Regions from separate parts of the Mus musculus genome. Here region 1 is linked to region 2. Evidence: chromatin contacts called from public promoter capture Hi-C data. All regions are on one chromosome and are shown on one strand. The core of a region is the stretch at or near the end of the contact, and the rest is flanking DNA. Distances in the headings are between cores, read along the strand shown. Region 1 holds the start of Gabrr3 (gamma-aminobutyric acid (GABA) receptor, rho 3). Region 2 holds the start of Col8a1 (collagen, type VIII, alpha 1).

Evidence for each region. Capture Hi-C pulls out chosen DNA fragments and counts their contacts.
Region 1: a promoter capture Hi-C map of liver shows a contact between it and region 2, with 2.7 times the contacts expected there. The contact joins the promoter of Gabrr3 here to the promoter of Col8a1 in region 2. A contact is called at or near these places in 4 of 39 promoter capture datasets (embryonic stem cells, hippocampal neurons, pre-B cells and 1 more) and 1 of 9 other capture datasets (liver).

The regions. Positions count from the first base shown.
Region 1 is chr16:59,405,586-59,409,020 of GRCm38.p6, reverse strand. Gabrr3 (gamma-aminobutyric acid (GABA) receptor, rho 3) reads right to left here and starts at 1,639. Exons shown (of 9, transcript NM_001081190.1): 1 at 1,524-1,639. The coding sequence starts at 1,639. Gm33611 (a long non-coding RNA gene) reads right to left here. Exons shown (of 3, transcript XR_384916.2): 3 at 2,860-3,246.
Region 2 is chr16:57,752,870-57,756,450 of GRCm38.p6, reverse strand. Col8a1 (collagen, type VIII, alpha 1) reads left to right here and starts at 1,714. Exons shown (of 4, transcript NM_007739.2): 1 at 1,714-1,811.

The sequences.
Region 1 (3,435 bases), core at 390-2,889, 1.7 Mb before region 2:
TCAAATGCTATCTCGAAAGTTCCCTATACCCTCCCCCTGCCCTGCTCACCTACCCACCCACTCCCGCCTCTTGGCCCTGGCATTCCCCTTTACTGGGGCATATAAAGTTTTCAATACTTTCTTCCCAGTGATGGCCGACTAGGCCATCTTCTGCTACATATGCAGCTAGAGACACGAGCTCTGGGGGTACTGGTTAGTTCATATTGTTGTTCCACCTATAGGGTTGCAGACCCCTTCAGCTCCTTGGGTGCTTTCTCTAGCTTCTCTGCTGTTATTTACAATGCCATACACACACATCTTGCACACTAACTACTTTTATCTTCCACCCCTCTCCCCCACTACTCACGCCCCACCGTGCAAACACATTTCTCTCTGGTTAGTTTTGTTTTGCAACCCACTGAGATGAACCAGGCTGTCTCTGTGACCTCGTGTTTGGAGCTCTCTGTTGGCAGCTAAGAAGGTGTTGGCATTCTATCTAAACTCCACCCCACAATTACTTGGCAATAGCCAGGTATGCTCCTCCCCACAGTTACCTGGCAATAGCCAGGTAGGCCTGACCCACTATAAAAGGGGCTGCTTGCCCGCTCCTCTCTCTCTTGACTCTTATTCCCTCTTGCTCCCCCACTCTCCCCATTCCCTTCCCCCTCTCTCCCCGTGGTCAAGGCCAGCCTCTCTCTCTCTCTCTCTCTCTCTCTCTCATTCTCTCTGCCTTTCTCTGCCTCTACTACTCTCTTAACTCCCCTCTCCATGCCCTAAATAAACTCTATTCTATACTATACCGTGGTGTGGCTGGTCCCTCAGGGGGAAGGGATGCCTTGGCATGGGCCCACCGAGGCACCCCCTTACCCCATGCCTTACCACAGCTCCCATAGAACATATCTTATACACCTTTATCTTTTTATAAACACATCAGAAGGTACTGAACTAAATCAGTGATTCCTTCTTTCCTAGAATCTATTGATAGCCAATGGTTCCCTGTAAATAGCCTGGCATCTCATGATACTGATGGGAAAAAAAAAACAAAAAACAATAATGATATGTTGATCTTTGGAAAGGTATTTACATTTCTGAGCACTATTTTCAACAGGTAACAAATGGTCTGAATGCTTTCTTACACTCTCTCTTCAAAATCTAAAACCAAGTTTCCCTCCACAAAACTGACAAGAAAAGTCATTTCTTAGACTACTAATTCAAACATGTAAAGAAATTGTAAATAAGCAACATTCCTAGCAATGAGTGCATTTCTCATTGGAGCAATAGGCTCCCTGAAAGATGGTGTCGATGCAAAACATTTAACTGTATGCTACCTAAATAAATACAACTAGAGAAATAATGCCGGACATGGGAGATCCCATACTTGCAGATGTTGACCATTTCTTCTGATGGGTCAGTGCTATTTCAGACACAGGTACTTCGACAAAGATGGGTTTCCCCTAAAGAGATGTTTTTAGATTAGCAGAGGGTCCGAGGCAGCTATGGAGAGAAACTGGGAAATCACTGATGACTCTCTTTCCATATCTTACCGGGTTTGTTTCGGTGAAGAGAGACATTGCTGATGGGGTTTCTTGATGGCAGAGGCATCCAGCATCAGTGTGATCCAGGTGTAGGTGAAGGAGACCAACCAAACAGCCAGGACCATGTCTTCCAGGAGGAAGGAAGGCAGGGATGTGCCACCAACACAGCTAGTGAAATGTCCTGACCATGTGTCTTTCAAAAAATAGATATCAGGTCACGAAAATGAATAAGAAGAGACAAGCAGACGTTGCCCTCAATGCTGCTTGTTGTTTCATAGATAAGTAGATTGGCATCACTCACAGGCTGTGTCTGTCTGCCTCATTGGCAATGTAAAGAAAACAAGGCAACACCTTCCGTTTGCCCTCTTCCCAGGGACAGTTCTTGGTCGCATGCTTGATTCCCCACTCAATAAACTCTCAGCTGCTGCCCTCAGCAGACAAAGAAGCTAGGTTAGGCTCTAATCCTCTTAATCCGGTGCAATATAATTTGAATATATGTAATGACTCTGTAAAATAATATGCTTAATGAGAGGAAGATGATTAATTTAATCTTAATTACACACTGCAAGACCTTTCCCTTTATCTCACAGCTTCATTTAATCCCGAAAGGAATCATCTCCTCTCCTCCAACACACAGGCCTCTCTGCACAATAGAAATTCACATTACTATCATTTTCAAGTAAACATCAACATTTTATGATGATGGTTTATTCATAACGAAAGTAATTCAATTTAAGGTTAAATAAAGTAAGCAACCTCTAAATGAAATGTTACTGTACTGGATGATGCACCAGACATTAACCTGTCAGTGTTAAGTTAGGGCCATCCATGCTCCTAATGCATGCTGCCTGCATACAGACAGTAGAAATTCTGGCTGCTAATATTCCCTGTATGTCTTAGTTAGGACTTCCATTACTGTGATGAAATGTTGTGGCCAAAAGCAATTTGGAGAGGAGAGGACTTACTTCATCTTACAGCTCTCACTCTCTAGTCCATCATTAAGGCAAGTCAGGCCAGGAACTCAAGCAAGACCCTGGAGGCAGGACTGGAGCCGAGATGATGGAAGACCACTGCGTACCACCGGCTTGCTCCTCAAGGCTTGCTCAGTTTGTTTTCTTATAATGCTAGTACCACTGGCCCAGGGCAACACCACTCACAATGGGCTGGGCTCTCTCACTTCAACCAATCATTAACCAAGAAAATGCCACAGAGGCTTGCCTACAGGCCAATCTCATGTTGGTATTTTCTCAATTGGGGTTCCTTTCTCCCAGTCCTGGGATTTGAACTCAGGACCTTCAGAAGAGCAGTCAGTGCTCTTAACCGCTGAGCCATCTCTCCAGCCCATGGAGGTATTTTCTCAATTGTGGTTCCTTTCTCCCAGATGATCCCAGCTTATGTCAAGAAGGCAGACAGCTAGGCTGCATACAGCGTGGATGTAAATGTCACGGAATGGATATCCAGTGACATTAACTTTCTCCAACTGAGGTATTAAAAGATGAGCAGTATAGAGACAATTAGAGTTTGAGAGGATCTGCAGATAGATTTGTTGACGTAACATCTTGTATGTGTTGTTACTCACTTATCATAAGAATGTATTTAATTTAGACTGTGTATCCTTTTACCCCATGCCTTAAAGCTTGTGTTTTCTGTACGCTGTTGCTGTTCCTCTTGCTCTTTTTCTTCTCCTCACCCGCATTCTCTACGTCTTCCCTCCCTTGGGCTTTCTGAAGAACTAGAGAACAAGGGGGAGGAGGAGGAGGAGGAGGAGGAGGAGGAGGAGGAGGAGGAGGAGGAGGAGGAGGGAGAGGAGGGAGAGGAGGGAGAGGAGGAGGGGGGAGGAAACGGAGAAGTTGGAGTCAGAAGAGTCCATACTAAGTGATGGTACTTACTAAGTCCGTACTAAGTTCACAAGTTTATCCCA
Region 2 (3,581 bases), core at 465-2,964:
TCGGTTTTTGCATGTTGACTTCCAAGCCTATCCATTCGAGCTAAGCTTGGAATTCTTACAAAGGAACCATCAGTTGAGGCTCTGGGCTCTCCAGGCAGACAGATGGGAGTGAGTCTGTAAAAAACTAAGTCCAGTGTAAACTTAGCACATGTGGTGGCAGGTATTATTATTATCCCAGTGGCACGCACTACTATTTTCTTAATAGATTCTTTGAAAATTCTTTTTTATACTGTGGACCTTTACTAGGCCAGTGGCTCTTTCTTAGTGGAGAGGTTTTTTGCCCTTCAGTATCCTATGGCTAAGTCCAAGGCCATTTTTTTTCCACACCTAGCAGAAGGAGACTGCTGGGCTAGTGGTCCTCTGGCATCCTGTGGAGGAGAGGCTGAGGGATACTACTGAACAGTTTTCAAGCCCCTGCGCGGGTCCTCAGAACAATGCACACTCTCCAGGCACACTAAGGAGTGCAGGAGTTTTTAAACTGCCTAGCTTAGCCTGTTGCCAGCTTGAGCTAGCTAGAAAACAAGACAGAAAACAGCACAGCATGGCTTAAGATCGTGTGTGTGTGTGTGTGTGTGTGTGTGTGTGTGTGTGTGTGTGTGTGTACTCGGTGAGCAAGGTCATTCCCTCTTCTCCAAGGCATCTATCCGACTCCCATTTCCCATCTCTGAGTCTCAAGTCCTCCTTTCAAATGCTTTGATTTCTTTGGTGGCAAAACTGTAGCTTGGGCTGGGAAGTGAGTCACCGCTCAGCAGCGAAAGGACCTTATTTTTCTTTCTCTGAATACATTTTTTAATAACTTCAGCATGACCCTTCGCACTTGTTGGTTAAATCCTCTCTATGCCTACGACAAGTGGAGAGAGCTATGACACCGAACATTTTTCAGTTGCTAGCTAGGAGAGATTTTTTTTTTAATACCGAAAATAACCAGAGGACAGCGAGCCCTAGCATCCTGTGTTACATAAGCAGATGTTGATGCTGAAGGGACGAGCTGGTGCGGAGCTGTCTCCGCAGATGGACCTCACAGCTGCTCCAGCCTCTGGAGCTGCCTGGATGTTGCACGCTTAGAACTGTCTGTGGAAGGAGGCTGGCAGGAGTGAGGTGGGGTGGGCCAGGCTGCAGCAGTCAGCTCCCAGAGGCAGGGCGCCTGGGGCTCCCTGGGACGATCCCCTCCCACCACTGTCTGGGCTCACCGGGCTTGTCCTCCACCCTTTTCCAGAAGCCCATCTTCCTCGCCTCTACCTCGCTTCCAAACCCGTCAGTTCTCTTGGGCGGTTACTTGGCTTTTCGATCACAGAGAAAACACCTTTGTTATTGACAGTCGCCCAGGTTCCTCTCGCTGCCAAAAATGTCACACAAAACCGAAAAATAATCCAGTACCCATTTCATCTTCCAGAATCAAATCCCTATCTCTCTCTCTTCCCCTACCTTTACTTTAGCTTCCCGTCCCCAAGCCCCATTCATTTCTTCCCCAACCTTTCCCTTCTGTGGTCTCTGCCTTTCTCTACTCTCCCTCATTCGTCTCCACTCCTGTCTATTTACTCCGCCGCCCTCCAAAGTCCCTGGCTCTCCCCACTCCTAAAAACTCGGGCTCTACCCTTTCTGCCCCTCCCCAGACAAGTGTCCAGCTCCACGGGGGCAGCCCGCCCGCCGCCCCCGCTCAATCCCTGCCCACCTACTGTGAGGAACAGCTCCGCCCACCTGTCCATAAAAGCCAAGTGCAAGTTACCCGCAGAGCACAGAGGATCAGAGCCCTTCCACGGTCCTCTCCGTGGGAGCCCGAGTCCCTGTCTCCCAGATCTGACGTGCTCAAGGTAAGATAACCCTTGTCAGGGCTGCTGACTTGCAGGGGGTTGCTGCCTGGAGTGAGTCCCTGCTGGTCAACGCCTTTTACTTAGAGTTGATTCATAAGGATGCTGTAATGAACAGTGAGCTTCTTAACTAGCAACTGGTTTGAAAACAAACTTCTGTTTGAACAGTAAAATAAAAATTCCTTTTTGGCAGAAACAACAGCATTTCTATTACAAAAATCTTTTCTCTTTTTAAGTCACACTGCCCCCCCTCCCCGCGTGCCCCGTCTGTCTGACTGCTTCTGAGGTTAAATGTATCTGTTTGCGGTATTATGCTTGTGTTTTTAATTGTAAATAGTTCACATATCAGTAAGGGCAGGGGAATCTGTCCCATTGTCAAAAAAAAATGCACTTTAAAGGAGCACAATTACTTCTCTAAAAATAGCACAGTCAAAAGGTCGGCTGCTGATTTTGTGATGTTTTCCAAACCCCCAAGACAACTTCTGTGAGTCCTTTAAGAAGTATCTTTCCAGGTTTAACTGCTCGGAAAAAATGATGTGAACGAGTGCCCTTTGCCCGGGGACAGTAATCAGGTGACTGGAAGATAGGAAAGTACAAATCCCAGTTTACAAGCTGGGGCAGGATGAGCCACTGCTGGGCTACCTTTCCAGTACAGCCTAAAAGGAGTCTTGTGTGGAGACTGAGAGTGTATGAGAACTCTGTGATGCCTATACACACCTCAAACACGAAGTGTTTCAATATGTTTCTCAGAAAGCACGCCGGTCAGATTGCACAATTCTTCTGTGTACAACTGACTGATGTATAGCGAGATCAGCCAGAAAGACTTCAGATGGAAGGTTTTCATCCTCACCGTCCCCTCTGCCCTCCTCAAGCGAGTGCCTGGTTATTGACTGACTCCCCCAGAGCTCTGCAGTGGGGAAGAGACCTTGGATGTGTGTAGGGGTGGTTTGGGGAAGTGGTTGTGGTAGGTGGGTTGGGGGTTGATCTGTTCTTCTTCTCCAGAGTGCTGTGCACCTGTGTGAGGAGAAGCAAACCTGACAGCTACTTTGGAAAAATAAATAAAAATCAGACTCTTGTGCCATCAAGTTTGCTACCATATTCTGTGGGTTTTGTGGGATGAAAGGCTCTCATGTGGGAGAAAAGCCCTCTTCAAATGTTCCATCTGGGCAACTGCAGAAGCTGCTCTTGGAGGAGACAAGCCCAGGCTGCCAGTCAAGAAACCAAAGCAGCGCTTTAGTCCTTAAGGTTCTTAAGGGGAGAGAGCCATTCACATCTTCATGCCTGTTGGTTGTGTGCTGTTTCAAATGGGAAATTTCACTGTAGGTCTAAAACTGAAATAAATCACACACTTAGACAAGTGGCTTGGGCTTTTCCAAATTCTCTTTATCTTTTATATATCAAAAGAAATGTAAAAATATTAAACACTGTTTAGCATGAAAGGGCTAGCATAAAATTATTCAAGTTACTTATGAACCATTTCCCCCACGTTGCAGTTTTTCCCCCCAGTGGAAAAATACTGCAGAGAATGTGGTTTCCTTTCAGAAAATGATATAAAATTACTATTGGCCAATATAATATGTGACCTGTGCATCTTCAAATCCCCTTATCTCCATCCACAGTGCAGTCTGCTGGCTCTCTAGCTAACAAGAGTAATGAGCCATGGAAGGTGCAGGTATGAAACAAGGCCAACCCAAATGTTGGGTTCATTCAAGTTAATTCCTCCTTTAAGGTAATACTTGAGTCCTGCTCAGCCCCATCAGTGAGAAAAGATTA